Linked DNA regions of Mus musculus: regions 1, 2, 3, 4 and 5 are each linked to region 6. A link is a contact called in public Hi-C, HiChIP or PLAC-seq and promoter capture Hi-C data. All regions are on one chromosome and are shown on one strand. Each heading gives the region's core, a stretch centred on a gene start, on an enhancer-like site or on the middle of the called end of the contact. The rest is flanking DNA. Distances are from core to core; before and after follow the strand shown.

The links. Promoter capture Hi-C pulls out the DNA fragments that hold promoters and counts their contacts. Hi-C and Micro-C count contacts between places; a contact is called where the count stands out from the background. HiChIP or PLAC-seq counts read pairs in DNA pulled down with a chosen protein or histone mark.
Region 1: a Hi-C map of nephron progenitors shows a contact between it and region 6, with 5 times the contacts expected there. The contact joins the enhancer-like site here to the promoter of Arid5b in region 6. A contact is called at or near these places in 6 of 39 promoter capture datasets (the 3T3-L1 cell line, the HPC-7 cell line, hippocampal neurons and 2 more), 26 of 484 Hi-C or Micro-C datasets (B cells, CD4 T cells, CD8 T cells and 16 more) and 10 of 115 datasets of contacts at active chromatin or transcription factors (bone marrow-derived dendritic cells, bone marrow-derived macrophages, craniofacial prominence and 7 more).
Region 2: a contact with region 6 is called in a promoter capture Hi-C map of liver, with 2.0 times the contacts expected there. The contact joins the enhancer-like site here to the promoter of Arid5b in region 6. A contact is called at or near these places in 5 of 39 promoter capture datasets (the 3T3-L1 cell line, 3T3-L1-derived adipocytes, hippocampal neurons and 1 more), 5 of 484 Hi-C or Micro-C datasets (Sertoli cells, cortical neurons, liver and 1 more) and 5 of 115 datasets of contacts at active chromatin or transcription factors (CD8 T cells, effector CD8 T cells, embryonic limb bud and 2 more).
Region 3: a Hi-C map of embryonic stem cells shows a contact between it and region 6, with 4 times the contacts expected there. The contact joins the enhancer-like site here to the promoter of Arid5b in region 6. A contact is called at or near these places in 8 of 39 promoter capture datasets (3T3-L1-derived adipocytes, the HPC-7 cell line, embryonic stem cells and 3 more), 1 of 15 datasets of contacts at CTCF or cohesin (CD8 T cells), 27 of 484 Hi-C or Micro-C datasets (CD4 T cells, CD8 T cells, Th1 cells and 12 more), 22 of 115 datasets of contacts at active chromatin or transcription factors (CD8 T cells, the SCID.adh cell line, bone marrow-derived macrophages and 13 more) and 3 of 9 other capture datasets (adipose tissue, embryonic stem cells and liver).
Region 4: a promoter capture Hi-C map of liver shows a contact between it and region 6, with 2.6 times the contacts expected there. The contact joins the enhancer-like site here to the promoter of Arid5b in region 6. A contact is called at or near these places in 6 of 39 promoter capture datasets (3T3-L1-derived adipocytes, the C10 cell line, embryonic stem cells and 3 more), 1 of 15 datasets of contacts at CTCF or cohesin (CD8 T cells), 24 of 484 Hi-C or Micro-C datasets (CD4 T cells, ECoMG-derived neutrophils, Th1 cells and 10 more), 19 of 115 datasets of contacts at active chromatin or transcription factors (bone marrow-derived macrophages, cardiomyocytes, embryonic forebrain and 9 more) and 1 of 9 other capture datasets (adipose tissue).
Region 5: a contact with region 6 is called in an H3K4me3 HiChIP or PLAC-seq map of bone marrow-derived macrophages, with 4 times the contacts expected there. The contact joins the enhancer-like site here to the promoter of Arid5b in region 6. A contact is called at or near these places in 7 of 39 promoter capture datasets (the 3T3-L1 cell line, 3T3-L1-derived adipocytes, the C10 cell line and 2 more), 1 of 15 datasets of contacts at CTCF or cohesin (embryonic stem cells), 18 of 484 Hi-C or Micro-C datasets (B cells, CD4 T cells, the HL-1 cell line and 10 more), 15 of 115 datasets of contacts at active chromatin or transcription factors (bone marrow-derived dendritic cells, bone marrow-derived macrophages, cardiomyocytes and 10 more) and 3 of 9 other capture datasets (adipose tissue, embryonic stem cells and liver).

Annotation. Positions count from the first base shown.
Region 1 is chr10:68,445,414-68,448,113 of GRCm38.p6, forward strand. The region is part of intron 5 of Cabcoco1 (ciliary associated calcium binding coiled-coil 1); the gene reads right to left. Among named protein-coding and RNA genes, the nearest start is that of Gm40683, 60 kb to the left of the region's middle. Within about 2 kb of position 1,413, at least 135 of the 459 cell types and tissues checked have an H3K27ac peak or open chromatin away from gene starts, as enhancers often do. A contact at or near this core is called in B cells, CD8 T cells, the HPC-7 cell line and 13 more, where this site is marked.
Region 2 is chr10:68,520,919-68,523,665 of GRCm38.p6, forward strand. The region is part of intron 3 of Cabcoco1 (ciliary associated calcium binding coiled-coil 1); the gene reads right to left. Among named protein-coding and RNA genes, the nearest start is that of Gm32872, 6.7 kb to the right of the region's middle. Within about 2 kb of position 1,428, at least 12 of the 459 cell types and tissues checked have an H3K27ac peak or open chromatin away from gene starts, as enhancers often do. A contact at or near this core is called in 3T3-L1-derived adipocytes and liver, where this site is marked.
Region 3 is chr10:68,042,821-68,045,561 of GRCm38.p6, forward strand. It overlaps Rtkn2 (rhotekin 2), which reads left to right. Exons shown (of 12, transcript NM_001359319.1): 12 at 1-1,044. Among named protein-coding and RNA genes, the nearest start is that of Rtkn2, 65 kb to the left of the region's middle. Within about 2 kb of position 1,396, at least 37 of the 459 cell types and tissues checked have an H3K27ac peak or open chromatin away from gene starts, as enhancers often do. A contact at or near this core is called in the SCID.adh cell line, Th1 cells, embryonic stem cells and 1 more, where this site is marked.
Region 4 is chr10:68,059,661-68,062,360 of GRCm38.p6, forward strand. No RefSeq gene overlaps it. Among named protein-coding and RNA genes, the nearest start is that of Rtkn2, 81 kb to the left of the region's middle. Within about 2 kb of position 1,436, at least 28 of the 459 cell types and tissues checked have an H3K27ac peak or open chromatin away from gene starts, as enhancers often do. A contact at or near this core is called in adipose tissue, cardiomyocytes, heart atrium and 3 more, where this site is marked.
Region 5 is chr10:68,103,946-68,106,645 of GRCm38.p6, forward strand. All of the region lies in intron 8 of Arid5b (AT rich interactive domain 5B (MRF1-like)), which reads right to left. Among named protein-coding and RNA genes, the nearest start is that of Gm51770, 46 kb to the right of the region's middle. Within about 2 kb of position 1,431, at least 191 of the 459 cell types and tissues checked have an H3K27ac peak or open chromatin away from gene starts, as enhancers often do. A contact at or near this core is called in B cells, the HL-1 cell line, Th17 cells and 17 more, where this site is marked.
Region 6 is chr10:68,277,322-68,280,021 of GRCm38.p6, forward strand. Arid5b (AT rich interactive domain 5B (MRF1-like)) reads right to left here and starts at 1,405. Exons shown (of 10, transcript NM_023598.2): 1 at 1,369-1,405; 2 at 609-863. The coding sequence starts at 1,389.

The sequences.
Region 1 (2,700 bases), core at 163-2,662, 170 kb after region 6:
ATAGTGGAAAGCCTGTTTTGAATCATCAGATATAAACTTAAAAGGTGAATTTTACCCTTTCTCCTTTTGCATTTCCGTTGGCCCTGCGGAAGGCTTGCCTGCAGATGAAGCTATCTTGTGGAGAATAATATTCTCTCTTTCCCTGAACAACTACCTACCTGTGGTTTGCAGAAATTACTGGAGACAACACACCATGACGGATGGAAGCAGAACTACAATGGAAGACACTAAATCTTTTTGGTTTTATTCTTTTGGCGGGGGCGGGGAGGGGAGCAGCGGGGGGGGGGGGTGACCAGGGATACTTTCTGTTGTTTTGACAGCGTAAAGTCCCTGTGTAAGATGAGGCTGAGGCAGAGTTTATTTGGCTCATTTTAACTTCAAAGAGTTCTGGTTGAACTCCACAGTCATCAAGAAAATTGGGAAAGGGGGTGGGAAGCCTTCTTAAAAGTTTAGTAAAATGAGTTTCATCTAGAAATCTAGCGTTCAGGAGGCTAAACGGTTAGGATGTTTATAAAGTGCTACGAAACTTTGAGAGAAGTCAATGCTGTCATTGTCCCTGACTTTGAAGACCCGGCGTATCTATTTTAAGTAATCTGACATTAAAAAAATGTGCTGACAAATATAGATTTGAAAAACAACACAGGAAGTTGTAAATCAGCCCGTAACCCTTAGCATGGAGGAAGCAAGAGACCAGGGAAATGTAGCCATTTGCTTTAGTCAACCCCAGCCGTCCTGTCCTTTTTAACTGAAGAGAGTTTGCCAAAGGCATGATGTTTACATTTCAGATCTCTTGCTTTCTTTTTTGTCTTACTCCTCGTTTGTGTGCTTCTCTCGTCTCCAGTAGGCTCATAAATTATTACTAGGAAACATGTTATCATAGGTATAAATATTTCCCTCTCTGGTTAGCTCTGCTTGGTCCCCCTGCTACCTGTTTTAATATCTCCTAGTTGAGTCCTAAATTGTATTATTAGGGGCAGTCTTCAGGCTGACAGGGAAAAGGGGCTTCCTGTGTCAGAGGCGGCGCTGCAGGTCACTTTCTGGATGTTGTTACAGTAAAGGCAGACTCACTTTGGAGGAGTCTGGGTCCTTCCTCTTTACACACCGAGTTCTCTAAGAAAACTTTTTGCCTATATTTAGCAGACTCTGCCCGTTTACTCTTAAACACAGCTCGGAAGTATTTTGGTGATATCTAGATTCTAAGCTGGAATGTTCTAGATATCCAGGCTCCCTTTACCCTACTCCAACCCAGCCTGATGTATATTGAAATCCTGGACAGACTCCTCCTGCTTCTATCGAGAGTGAGAGCAGTTTCTTTGTGAAGTCCTTCTGAACTGCTTTAGGTCATCTCTGGTCCAGTTACAGAAGACACATTCCATGTTGCTGAATTTCAAACGGCCTTTGCTCTGTTTACACAAGTCGTCAGAAGCTGCCCAGACCCAGTGTTTTCCTGTAGTGATATAGCATATCTCAGCTGTACAGCCTGTGTGTTCTGGAGTTTTACTGGGCAGGCCTGGGCTTGCCCACTTACCCTATGTTATTGTCTTTTCAAGCCTCCCCCGTTTTCCAGCTTCTTTACCTTACTGATATCAGTGGCTTCACTTCTACAGGACACAAAGTAGAGTAATTATTCCCTCTGCCCAGGCCTAACGCTCAATCATCCAGGAAGCTCTTCGGGAACAGCTCCACAATGTTTATACATCTGCCTTACTTTGGCTCTTTGCCTTTCTTTTCTTTTTTTTTTTTTCTAATGTTTTTTTTTAATTGGGTATTTATTTCATTTACATTTCCAATGCTATCCCCAAAGTCCCCCACACACTCCCCCACCCACTCCCCCACCCATCCACTCCCACTTCTTGGCCCTGTCGTTCCACTGTACTGAGGCATATAAAGTTTGCACGACCAATGGGCCTCTCTTTCCACTGATGGCCGACTAGGCCATCTTCTGATTCATATGTAGCTAGAGACACGAGCTCAGGGCGGGGGGGGGGGGTGGTGGTACTGGTTTGTTCATATTGTTGTTCCACCTATAGGATTGCAGATCCCTTTAGCTCCTTGGGTACTTTCTCTAGCTCCTCCATTGGGGGCCCTGTGATCCATCCAATAGCTGACTGTAAGCATCCACTTCTGTGTTTGCTAGGCCCTGGCATAGTCTCACAAGAGACAGCTCTATCTGGGTCCGTTAGGCAAAATCTTGCTAGTGTATGCAATGGTGTCAGCGTTTGGAAGCTGATTTTGGGATGGATCCCCGGATATGGCAGTCTCTAGATGATCCATCCTTTCATCTCAGCACCAAACGTTGTCTCTGTAACTCCTTCCATGGGTGTTTTGATCCCAATTCTAAGAAGGGGGAAAGTGTCCACATACCTTTGCCTTTCTTGACCCTGCTCGTTTGCATCTTTGAAGCCCAAGTTCTTGCCTTCACAGACCTCAGGCTCCAGTTGTAAGAATTGCCAACGTTTTCTAACTTGTTTTACAAAGTGCAAAGTGACTAAACACACTGCGGGTGCTCAGTAGATATTTTTTAGAGAGAGGATGGTTAAAAAAGGATGGAGGGGCCTTGAGGTTGCTCAGAAGATAATGGTGTTTGTCATGAAAAGCTGGCAGCCTGAATTTAAGTCCCAGACCCCGTGAAAGGTGGGGACAGAGAAAACTAACTCCAGAGTTGTCCTCTGGCCTGCATGTGTGCTCCATGGTAAGAAG
Region 2 (2,747 bases), core at 178-2,677, 240 kb after region 6:
TGATCCTGATTCAACTTTGGTACCTGGTATCTGTCCAGAAATTTGTCCATTTTGTCCAGGGTTTCCAGTTTTGTTGAGTATAGTCTTTTGTAGAAGGATCTGATGGTGTTTTGGATTTCTTCAGGATCTGTTGTTATGTCTCCCTTTTCAGTTCTGATTTTGTTAATTAGGATTTTGTCCCTGTGCCCTCTAGTGAGTCTAGCTAAGGGTTTATCTATCTTGTTGATTTTCTCAAAGAACCAACTCCTCGTTTGGTTAATTCTTTGAATAGTTCTTCTTGTTTCCACTTGGTTGATTTCACCCCTGAGTTTGATTATTTCCTGCTGTCTACTCCTCTTGGGTGAATTTGCTTCATTTTTTCTAGAGCTTTTAGATGTGTTGTCAAACTGCTAGTATGTGCTCTCTCCCGTTTCTTCTTGGAGGCACTCAGAGCTATGAGTTTCCCTCGCTTGCTTGCTTTTCTTGTGGCAGGTAGAATATCATCTGTAATCTGTATGCCCTTTTACCTCCCACCTTGGAGACTGGATGCTGGGAACTGGAGCATCCGGACAGTCTTTTCTGTCTCAGGTAGGTAGGCATACACACTGTTAAGGCCTAGGTTAAATATTAGGCCTAGATGGAATGCTAAGGCCTAGGTAAAGTGTTAGGGCCTAAGTATTTGTTACCTGGCCAGCCTGCCATTATAAGGAAACTTTCTCATATGTTTCTGCTGTTATTAGAAAACTTTCAAATGCCAAGATTGATTACATATTCTGTTATGTTCTGTGGATCTGAAAACCAGCCCTGATAGAAGTCACAGAACTGTTTTATATAGCTACTCCAATAAGCCTGGACCTGACCAACCATCCAACAGCACTTCCTACACCTCTGGATAAGCTTTTATAGTATAAGCTGCCCCTAGGTTCGACCCCAACATAAGAGCGATCTGAACCAATATAAGAAGCTTTTTAAAATAAAAATTCTATTTTAAATAGTGGTCAAGTAGAGTTTAAGTTCCCCAAACCTCCCTGGGAAATGACAAGCTACTTGGCAGAAAGAGACATGCATGTGGGTAACTGACATCCTGGTTGGCAAGTTAAGACATAAATGTTACACAAGTCCCATCCTGGCAGACAAATGAAGACATGAATATTAGACAAGGCAAGTCCCCTGCCACAGTGGACCACCCCAACCAACGGATACAAGATAAATGTACAGCAAAGACATGCTCCTAAGGAAATCCCCTATCCCTACATCCTAATTGGTAAAATAACTTGGCACAGATGTTTGTGGATTTTGGGCTTAAAAACCCTGTAAGATTTTAACTCGGGGTCATGGTTCAGTTCCCAAATCTGGAACTGGTCCACCAGTCCTAGGGTGTGTGCTCAGTAAACTATCTCTGACTGACTGAGATCAGTGTTTGTGTGGTTTGTGAGGCAATTCCTGGACCCCAGAGGCAGGGTTGAAAGGTCTTGGGAAAACGTGTGCCAGCCGAGTGTCAGGAGAGGTGTCTCTCAGCTGAGGTGCCAGGCTGAGGTGCCTGAGGAGATTATTTGTGAAAGCTGCAGCCCAGAGTTGAAGATCTCTTAGGAAACCATCGAGAAACAGCCTCTGTCCTGCACTAGAATGGAGTGCTGGAGGACAAAGTTGGAGATAGAGAGGAATTGTGAGAATATATACCGAGAGTTGCTTCAGCCACGTCTAGAGTTGCAGAGTCAGGCACTTACCCTCTCCCACCCACTTTCTCTGGAACACACATTCAACATGTGCCAGATATCAAAAATCACTGGTATGATTTTTAGAAAGACAGCACAGGCAAACACTAGCTTACAATTTATTTAGTTTAACTTTTCTTCTATCTATAACAATTAGAAAGCAATGTAAAGTAATTGAACCCCACTGATCAATAAATATATCTGGTGCTGAAATAAATATTTTAGGTGGGCCCTGAAAACACAGTGATGACCCCAGAAATGACTAGGGGTAATCCTTCTGCAGTCACACCCTCCTACAGCTCATAATTAGCACATGATCCATGCAGACCTATGGGACCAGGCAGGGGCCTTTGTTTACTATCTTGGGTAAAACACAGTCCAACTGTACATTTCTCTACTCACAATAAACCCTAAAAACCCCAAAGTGGGAAGAGATCTAGGAAGGAAGGATGGATATGGTTGCGACAGGATGGGAGCAAGACATCATAAGTAGAAAATCGAACTCACTAACTCAGGATGCTGAGGAAGAGGGGACTTAGATTATTGATTTGAATTCTGGATGGAACTGTAGTTATCAAACACGGAACACATCTGGTGGCAAGGCTGTGGCTTGGGTTAGCCGATGACTGACCCTTTAGACAGTGGTGCCTCCTGCCTTTCTCAAGGTGATTGCTTTGAAAGTTACAGGTGTTATCCTTTCATGGATCTGACTGAAGTCCCACGGGGGAGTGACCAGACCAAGAGGGACTAAACCAAATGCATTCTGGGAGACCTAGGTAAATAAGAAGACTCTAGATTTCTAACAGTAAAACAACTTGGGGTGGGATCAGGTAAAGGGACACTTGCTAGCTTTAAGCCTTATCTTGAAACTCCTGCATCCAAGATGAAGATGACCGTGCTGCTGTGGCAGAAACACAGGAAGTGCACTGGAAAGCCTTGGTCTACACGGGAGCGCTTTCAAGTTGATGCTTCCGGTACCACTTCATCGTGTACCCATTTGTGTCCTTCTCTGAATGTGCTTTTTCCAAGGGGTTCCATGTTTCCATCCACTGG
Region 3 (2,741 bases), core at 146-2,645, 230 kb before region 6:
TTAGATTTTCTTTTTTTTGAGTGAGGGCTGATGTCGGTTATTGATATTGCCCGTTAAAAGTCATATTCATTCAGTAATCACATTGGCGTCATTTCCATAGAAGGTAATTTCCATGGCAACTAATCACAGTGACCCAAACAGGATTATAAATTGAATAGGGGGGATAACTAGCAAGAGAATGAATATCTTAAGTGGACAAAAAGAAAAACCCACTTTTTATAATAACCCCTTTTGTAAACAAGAACAGCGGAACGGTTTTAAAATGTCATCATAATTTCCAAGCAAAACTTCCCAGAGGGTATTAAAACAGTCCTGAACAGACCAGGACCTCCCAAGCCCTAACGGGCACCACAAACCATCACACTGAAGGAAGGAGGCTCCAGGCTGCTGAGCTCTGTCCATCTGGATGGGAACTACATCTGTGTAAAGTGGCCAACAAAGGTATTGATCGGACCAACCCATTCATCGCTTTTAGGGGATAGTTTGTCTGTTTTGTCTTGTTTTTGTTTCTCATTTCTGCACAGTGCTCCTCTAACTAACAGGTAATATGTACACTATTGCTTGCCCAGGACCCCCAGTAAAAAAGGGGAACCCGAGAGCAGCGACAAAGGGCCCTCTGTGAAGGCAGAAGGCAGAAGCTGTGTGGAGACTCCTACAGCCATGGAAACTTGAAGAATAGGTGGCCGTGGTTTTGTTTTTGTTTTAATCTAACAGGGTCTCAAAAGTTTTGGTGGTAATTGCCATTTCTTTCTTTTTAATACTTACTTTATGTATTTAAGTACACCATAGCTGTCTTCAGACACACCAGAAGAGGGCATCAGATCCCATTACAGATGGTCATGAGCCACCATGTGGTTGTTGGGAACTGAACTCAGCACCTCTGGAAGAGCAAGTCCTGAGCCATCTCTCCAGCCCCAGTAAAGTTGTATTTTTTGCTTGAAAATGCCTCTGTTAGCCCTCACCGATATCTTCAACAATGCCCATGAACTTTTGATGCAACCTCTTTTTTTTTTTTTTTTTTTTTAATTAAAAGATGCTGCTGGCAAAATTGCTTCTGATTCCTGGCACCCAAGTGCCCCCGTCCCTCCCCGCTGTGCCCCTCACTTACTGTGTTCCTCTATTGCAGGCCGGGATTTAAATTCACCAGCCACTTCTGATTTCGTGTGCAAGTTGCCGCTGGAAGAATTTAGGGTGTGTGTGTGTGTGTGTGTGTGTGTGTGTGTGTGTGTGTGTATGTATGTATGTGTTCCTGGAGACACTCTGGAGGAGTTGTGTTCTCAGAGGGCAGCTTTGCACCAGGTCTGAAACCAGCCTCCTTCCCAGAGCCTCATGGTGAGTGAAGCTCTGCCCAACCCCCACCAGTTCCTGGAGGTTCCTCTCTGTATCACTCTGCTCATCAAATGCTAGGTCACGCCCACCCCGCACAACAAAAGAAGTTAGGACAGGCTTGTCCTTCTCTCTCTTACTCCCCTCCTTCTAACCCTTTCCACCTTCCTTCCCTCTTGTCTCACGTTCCTTCACAACTTAAAAATATCCGGAGATACTGACTTAAAAGCTTCCAAGGAATTTTTAAGAAGTTTTCCCTCATTTGCTGAACTAGAACGCAGAGCGGAGGGATGCGTGATAGGAAAGGTGAGGCAGCTTTGTGTGAGCAGGTCGTCCTCCAGTGTCCTTCCGAATCATTTCTTCGCTAACAGATCTTGATAACATTTAAAATTGGAGAAACTTAATAGAAAAAAATCCCAGATATTTCATATTAAGGTGCTTTCCATGACGGAGAGATAACGTCTCTGGCAGTTGCACTTACACCTCTAGGTCTGTGCTATAAATTACAAACAGCAATTTCCTTATTTTGACATCTTTCGAAGAGAAAGAACACCCTTTTAAACGTAAATACACACTTCTCAAGCTAAAATCCATCCGAAACACCAAGCACGGCCCGCGCTTGCTGATTTCACAGGTTTTTAACTGTCTGCACTGTTCCACACACAACTTTCAAGCAGATATGGCTGTGTGTAGAAAACCACACATTCCTTATCAATATTTGTCTCTGCCTTTTAGGAGAAAATCTCCCTCACTTAGCACTGTTCATTAAAAATCAATAGGAACGGTCTCTTAGAGACCACCGGTGCAAGGTAGGTAGGCAATGCTGGCAAGTCTTCCCTTTAGATACCTCGGCCACCTACTGTGAAGTTAATTAATTCAGTCCAAATTGAAATTATAGGGGCATTTGGAGTAGTTTGTGTTCAATGCCATTTAAATGCAATCGCCTGTGCAACTCAGCAGGGGCAGCCATGTTAGAGATGCTGCAGATGCCTGGAGCAAGGGGGGAAGAAAGAGGCTTCTTGCAGTGAATTGTATCTCCGAGCCAGAACTTTCCGGAACTCATTGGTTCGTTCAAGAGTGCGTTGGTGGGTAGCAGTTAAGGTGCAATTAATGACCATTTACATTCTGGCAGTTGTCTTCTCTGTCCTGTGCAGTTTCAACGGCATTTCTAGATGGGCGGGGATGGCGTTTCCCTTTAATCTCAGTACTGGGGAGGCAGAGGCAGGCAGATCTCTGGGTTTGAGGCCAGCCTGGTCTATGGAGCGAGTTCTAGGACAGCTACACCAACAAACATGTCTTGAAAAGCTAAAAAAAAAAAAAGCATTTCTATTTTTTTTAATTTTTATTGAGAGACTCTTTCTGTCTCTGTCTGGGTATATGTGCGCACACACACACACACACACACACACACACGC
Region 4 (2,700 bases), core at 186-2,685, 220 kb before region 6:
ATTTAATCTTTCTGTGACTGTTCAAAAGAATTTAGGATCTTGTAATCCTCCAGGGACATTACCATTTTATAAATCGCACCAAAAAAAAAAAAATTTCTCATTATTTCTGCTCCCTGGTAGTTTGGATTCAGGAGAAATGGGAATTTACTGTAATACTTTGAGTTATTGAGTTCTGGAAGCTCACAGCACTTCAAATATACATGCATTATATCACTTATCTTGCTCATGAAATTTACAAATGGAAACAGTTAGTAATGGGTGGATTTTTAGATACAAAGTCTGTTCCTTGAAGTTCTAATGAATAATTCTTCCATTTGGCATTTCTAAACCGACACTGGCTTGCTTTTCTATTGCAGCACATAATATAATATACACATCAGCTGAAGATCAAATAGGCCTAAGGCTAGCAGCAAAGAAATTTGAACTATAATTTTATTGTATTTTAAAGTATATAGTAATCTGATTCCACATTTCAGCTCATAAATGTTCTGATGAACCTGGATGGTACAATTTCTTTTCATATCAACGAAAAACTCCAGTCTGACACCATAAAAGCCAATACATTTGCATGTACTCATGGTTTTTTATCAAACTAAAAATATTCAAACTGTACGTGGAAAAAAGACTGTTTTAATTTAAAAGATGTTTTGTTCTTGTCTTCATCCTCAAACTCAGTGTAATTGTGCTTTCTATTTATGGATTAACTGTGGCCAAATATAATATATTTAATATATAAATGACTCTTGTCACGCTTGCAAATATCTCTCTCCCTTAAAATGTAATTAGTTTCTCTCTGCTGCTAAAAAATTTAATGCACTCAAAAGCCAGGGCTTATTTCTGCATCTCCTGCTGTTTGGGGAGTATCTGTCCTCCCACTACCAAGCACAGATAATCAAACGTGAGCCTAGAGAAAAAAAAAATCCTCCATTTAGGCAACATGAATCTGTACTAAATCTGATGTAACAGATTAATACAGAGCACGAGGTACATTCAATAGGAAAATGGCATTTAAATATTAATACTAGATAAATACACTCTTGCTTCTGTCCTTGATAATTTATAAGTCATATGCTTCTAGACAGAAATAAATCATTCTTCGTTTATATCGTTGCTGGGAAACAAGCAGAAACACGGAAAGCAAGGCCCAGCTTTCCTCCTTAGTCCTGACAGGGTCCAGTTTCTACCTCATTCTCTTGCCGCCTTCATCTGTGTCCCAACTGGTGTCCGATCCTAGTCTGGTTTCTCGTATTAAATGTATATTTCTCCAACCAATATCTGAAGTGGTAATGTTCCAACAGTCCAAATGTCGATTATGAAAACAAACATTTGCTTCTCGAGCAAATGTTTTCACACAAAGGCATTTGATTCCCCGTACTGGAGCAAACAAACATTTGTTCTAGGCGCTTAAAGCAGCCAAAAGTTCCTGCTGAAACATTCTGCAGGCTGGCTGGCTTGACTCCCTGGAGCAGGACTTGGTGATGTCCGAGGGTGCCTGAGAGGCCAGTTGCCGGCCTTCGCCGCTCTTCCCAGTACACGGAGCCCACTAAGAAGCTGAAACATTTTTAAAGCACAGTTTGGAAGATAATGTGTGTTTAGTCGTGATGTCTCCATTAGAATATGTCTTAAGAATACTTCATTTGTTAGAACAAATTCAGCCTTGCACCTCGTAATCCTAGGACTGAGTTCTTTGGAAAATTCACAAAGCCATTTCACACATAAAACCACTCAGGCAATTTGGTGGTCATTATTTATGCAGCGGCCTGCAAGCACTCCCCCTACGTGACTAGTTCTGTCACTTCATTAATGTTTATGTTCTCTCTAGAGCGAGGTCGGGATTATCCTTGTGAATATATTTTATTTAAGTGTACATCCGCTTCAATGTGGAGATTTAGCTTTCACAGAAAAAAAATCCTCTTGTTTCCGTATTATTTAATGCTTTTTTGAAATGAATCAATATTTCTAGGGAAGTAATTTACTTAAATACATGTTCTTTAAGGCGCAGGGAAATTGATTCTTTACTTCTGCTCCAAAGACGTAGTATCCTAGCAACTGAGTCAAGATTGATTCTCTGGCTAGTTTTTCTAAACTGAAAATAGTTCCTAGCTCATTTAAAAACAAACCACAAAATTGTCTTAAGAGGAATGAATAAATGAATGAATGAATGAATGAATGAATGAATGCAGAAAGGGAACAGGGAGCATGCAGACCCAAGACGTCATTTCAGGAGTATTTAGAAGAACATGGGACATTTTGGGGTCTTCAGAGGAAGTTGCTGAATCTGGGGCCAGCCTGGGCTACACTGTGAGTTTTTAGGTCACTCTGGGTGAAAGGGTGAGACCCTGCCTCACAACACAAACAACCAAGGATGCTGAACTATGCTGGTTAGGTGTTTGTTTGCTTGCTTGCTTTTTGTCAACTTGACACAAGCTAGAGTCATCTGAGAAGAGAGAACTCAGCTCAGAAAATGTCTCTGTCCCCATCAGATTGCATGTAGACAAGCCTTTGGGTACCTTTTTTGGTTGATGTTTGACGAGAATGGGCTCAGCCCACTTCTCCTGGGATGTATAAGAAAGCAAAGTGAGCAAGCCATGAGGAACAAGCTTTGGTCATGGTGTTTAGCAAAAAGGTAGGAGCCCTGAAAAGGACGGACCCCTGTATTGGTTCCTTGGCTTAGGCACTGTTGAGTTGGGTCAAATACGT
Region 5 (2,700 bases), core at 181-2,680, 170 kb before region 6:
TCTATTAGCTACTTAAATACATACCACTCACTGTTCTGGGGTTCTCAGTTAAGACTTGGAGACATCTGAGACACCACCAACAAAAGCAAGCACATTGTAGAAAAAGTCAAATGTGGATTTATGGAATCTTAGGGCCCAGGTCTGTTTAGCGAGCATGCACAGACATGGCATGTGCAAAGAGGCATGGGTAATACTGTGGAGGCCTCTGTGTGGCACTCAGCCAGTCACGAAGATCAACACAACCCATGGGGGAGAGTTATCTTCAGATCCCATTACAGCCCAAGTTTAAACACGTTACAGCTGCTAAAACTGGAAACGGCTCTCTTCATGTAGACTTACTAAAATAATATATGGTTGCCAAATACCTGCTTCCCACCATAATATTATAGTACGTGTTTATATAATGAAAAGCATAACTAGGCAGAAGAGAGAGAGGAAAAAAAGCAGTCTTGTTCATACTTGAATCTATTTTGTCTCATCTCTGAAGTCACCAACTCCTCCCTCCCAGCCCCCAACATACACCAATTCCTCTCTTTTCTGCATTGTTCAGCCTGAGACTTGATCCCCTTTTCAATATCAGAAAGTAAGGGATTTTTTTTCCCCAACCAGGAGCAAAAATGCATTGAATATTTTGAGCTGGAAAAATATTTTAAATTGATTTTAATGAAAACACATTTTATTGTTGGGACAGATAGGTTTGTTGTGCTTTTGTTTTGTTACCATGGGAACCAAGGAGCTCAGAAGCCCTGGTATTCCAACGTTTGCCATTTGTGGTGCCTCCCTCCCCCTGGCTCCCTTGTCTAATGGAGATGGTGACATCACGAGAGACTCTCTTTCTTGAGGAGGAGGAGGAGAAGGAGGAGGAGGAGGAAGGAACACAGAGAACAGGTTGGGGAGTCACCCAGGGATCCCTGGAAGTTATCTTACAATTTTGCAAGTTCATGAGGCTGGGCAGTATTTTCATTCCCACCCCACCCCCCGCCCGCCCCCTATCATCTTTTCTCATTTTGACTCAACTTAGCAGCGGGCAAGCCTCCAATAGTACAAAATATATCTTTACTTTACTGGTCAGAGGCCTGAAGCCAGAAGGCAGGAAATCAGGAATTAAATGTTTCTTGTATCTGGGAAGAGGCATGACTAAGGGTAAAACTCAATCCAAATACAAGCTCTGCTTGTTCAAGGCTTCCAGAGAGTGTGCGTGCATGTGTGTGTGTGTGTAGGTCAACTAAGTGAGTGGTTTTTCCCCACTTCTAAATCATTGAAATATAATTAGAGTTGCTCAGAAGGAGAGAGAAAGGCTCCCAAAATAAAACAAGAAAGGCAGCAGTGAAACAGAAAAATAGTTGAAATACGAGCTTTGAGGAACAGGGCACATTCCCACACAGTACATAAACAAGCCCTGTTTCGTACAGCGACTTCCGCTTGTGACTTCCTTGAGTGTCTTTTTTTTTTTTTTTTTTTTGTAAGTTTTGTCCTGGTGCAGCCCAATTACCCCCACAGGATGTGATCTTTATCATCTGATTATTAGAACTTTTCTCTACAGCACCAGAGGACAAAAGCTACGATCGGTTTCTGAACGTTTCAATGTTCCATGCACACATGTCATCGTTAAAAACAGATTAGAGTTCTCTCAGATCAGCGTTGTCCAATACAGGAAGCCATGTAGGCCTGTATCCTATAAAAGGATATAGTGTAATGTAACATGCCTGTGCCTCTCAGAGGATTGATTCTCAAATATTTGTAGGGCAGAGAAGATTTTAATCAGCTTTGAGATGGTATAGATGAAAAGCAAACATGTATGACCCCACCCCCACCGTGAAAAATGTATCCATTACACAGAAGAAATATTTTCATTGTGCTGCAACTCAAAAGAATGTAGGCTGAGTCTTGGGTGGGTAGAAGCAGAGAGAAAGAGAAGAAATATACTCATTAGTAAATCTGTCCAGATCCCCCCCAAACCCCTACCTCCCGTCTGCATTGAGGTTAGAGATGGAAGGCTGTGGAGATAAATGGGTCTTTCTTCTTGTCCAGATTTCCTATTTCAGATTAGCAAACTGCTTATTTACGATGTCACTAATGGATGTGAACTAGGTAAGCCATCACATATTAAGGGGGGAAAAAAATCCCAGCTTTTCCTAGGCATAAGATTTGGAGCAGCATGAGATTTTATTTTATTTTTTTCCCCAGGAATAATACAAGAATAACATTTTTCCACCTCAAAGCAGAAACAGTAGGGGAGCCTTTTGCTATCACAGAGATCCTTATTAAATTCAGTCACTGTGAAAACACGATTCCCCCCACCCCTTGTCCTTCTTCCTTTAAAAGAAAGAAAAAAAAATAAGGGAGACTTAAAAATCTACCCAAGTTAAAATTAACAAATCAATGACATTATAACCTTGATTTATTACTGTCTGAGCTGGCAAATTATCATCGTACAAGAAATTGCCTGCTGGAAAATAACTGTGGCATTGCTAAATCTCTAGTTGAATAATGACGCTCAGAACACTAGGTTTTTAGATGTGCCTCGGTCTGATATTATAAAATATTCAATACATTTCTCTACAGCGGAAGCCAGGGGTCAGCAAATCTATTACTGTAATGTAAGGAATCTGGCAACTCGCCAACTCTCTCTCCCTTTTTATTATTATTATTTTTTTAAAAAAAACTGAGGTAGATAATTTTATATTTACCAAGTCTGCA
Region 6 (2,700 bases), core at 155-2,654:
GAATGTATTATCCCAGTACCTGTCATTTATCACTTCAGTCAACACGCCTTTGCCAACTCAATTGCTTTTGATCTCATTCTGCCTCCGTTTCGTAATTTCCGCCCTCTTAAACATATCAAATACTTAAAAGAAAAAAAAAAAACGTGAACAATATCAAAACCCACTAAAAGAAAGCTACCCAGCCCAGGAGCCAGGCATGAAGTAAAAAAATTAAAAAAATTAAAAAGCAAAAAATATGTACATTAAAATATGTATATTAAAGCATGAGATATTAATCTTCAAGAAGAGGTAGCTAAACGAACACACACACACACACACACACACACACACACACACACACACACACCCTGGAACAAAACCCTTCTTGACAAGTTATTTGATCTTGACTAAAATCAGCAGTTGGACGGTCTTTGTAAAGCTGACAGCCAAACTCTGACAATGGTAAAATACTCCAGCCCCAGTTAGTGGCGCTACCCCTTTAAAAAACGAGCGGATCCTGCTCACCGCAGAACTGAATACAGTATTTTCAAGCTTGCCTTATAATACGCATTACTGGAGGGGGGGGGTAGATAATAAAGAAGGAAGAGAGGGAGAGATAGGTTTACCACCTCGCCATGGTCGCTATTTCTGCCCTGGGGAGTGTCTTCGGGGAGGAAATAAAGTTTCGAGCTGGATAAAAGTTGCCGGCTGGTCCTTTCTTCCCACAACAGCTGGAGCTCCGCTATGCAAATCGGATCCTTTGGCGTACATCTTACAAAGAAAAAGTCGCCAAGGGACAAGATTCTTGGTTTGCCTTCAAGGTGGAATTGAAAAGCCTTATAAAAAATATAAGGTCCGTGCAAGCCACACGGTGAGCCGACCCACTGCAGGAGGGGGAGAGAGAGGGAGAGAGAGAGAGAGAAAAAAAAAAGCACCACGTAAATAATGTAGCCATCAAGCACAAATATCTATTCCCAGGCACATTAACACACAAGACTCTCAATACAGACCGGCCCACAGATAGAACGCTGGGTGAAAAAATATTACAAAACCCACTAATTTTCTGCCTCCCTTAAAAAAAAAAAAAGAAAGAAAGAAAAAGAAAAGAAAAGAAAGAAAGAAAGAAAAGAAAAGAAAAAAAAAGCCCTCCGGGTCCCCACCACCCCTCCCCAGTTCCCCATATGAGGCGATAAAATTACATTATGTAGGTATGATCAGCGCAGGGATTTTTAAAAAAAACAATAAAAATGATTTTGGGGGGATGCAGAGGGTAAAAGTTTGGTAAAAAGTTTGTGGGGGGTGTGAGGGGGTGTGAGGGGGTGGGTGAGCTGGGGGGCTGGGGGGTGCCGGGGGGCGCCGGGACCGCAGGAGCGGAGGAGAGCGAAATACCTGGAGTGAGTTGGGCTCCATCTCGACGTTCTGAATTGATTGAACTCAACATTCTCTCCAAACTTGTTGGCTTGAATGGATTGCATCAGGTCCTGGCAGGGGAAAGCATTCTCTGCTTGCAGCCGGCGTGATGTCTCAATATAAAACTAAGCTCTAGCCTCCCCCTCAGCACCAAAATGATTGAAAATATATCCTAATATTTCCTCGAAGACTCAATTTTCATCTCCTGTAAAAAAGATGTGGGTTTGCTGCCAAAGATGGGTTGATCAAATTCGAAATAGGGAGAAGGGCTAAGTCCGACCTCGGCGGGAAGAGAATGGATCAAGGCAAAAAGCAGACAGGAAGATGTAAAAAAAAATTGAAACCCATCCTAAAACCAAGTAATGAGGGTATCTTTCTCTTCTCAGTTCCTCGTGTCTGTGGGTAACGTCGGTTGAGATTTTTGGAGCAGACCAAGTCTCTCGAGCTGCGTTGTGCATCTGACAGGACCTGCTTGTATATGTCTAATATAAAGAACATTTCCTGCAGAGATTCCGGGGCGCCGCTCCTCTTTCTAATGCTCCTTAGCAGATTTGCTGTTATTAGACATGTAGATTTGTTTGATAGTTAAATTACGTTTCCTCACTGCCATGTTTGAGAGAACTAATCTGTTAAATTATCTTCTGATGCCTATTTACACGGAAGGGAAAAGTGGGTTATCGATTATATAAACATATAAATATTAATGCATTTGTTCGCTTCGCAAAAAAAAAATACTCAGCAGGGGGGAAAAAAAGGAAGAAGAAGAGCAGAAAGACAAGTGAGCAGTACACACACGTCTCGTGATTTTGCAACAATATTGAACGGACAGCAACTACATTTAGGGAGAGGAACAATAAACCATGCATGATAAATCAATACATGCGAGCCGCGAGTCTGCTCGGAATATGAATTCGGGCTCTGGGTTCTGCGTGTGCATTCTTTAATTTTGAAGTATATACACTCGTACGTGTTTACAATGCTGATGGACGCCAAGGGCTCTCTCAAATGATAATGTGTTTATATAACCCGGCGCTACAGGAATAATATACCGACTTCTACCCCACCCCCAATCCTTCCCGTGCCCCCCTCCTCCCAAAAGGGAGGGGGAGCTTTCTCGGTAATAGTTTGAAACTGAAAAAAATAATCCATTTGCAAACTAGTTAAATACCATCAGAAATTAAGCTGTTGGAAACGGAGGTGGGGGGTGGTTAACACAACGTAAGACAATAAAGGTTTTAAATGTGTATATTTATTGTTCTGGAGCCCTGGAGCATTGCGCGGTTTGCATGCACGGCTATTATGCAAACAGAG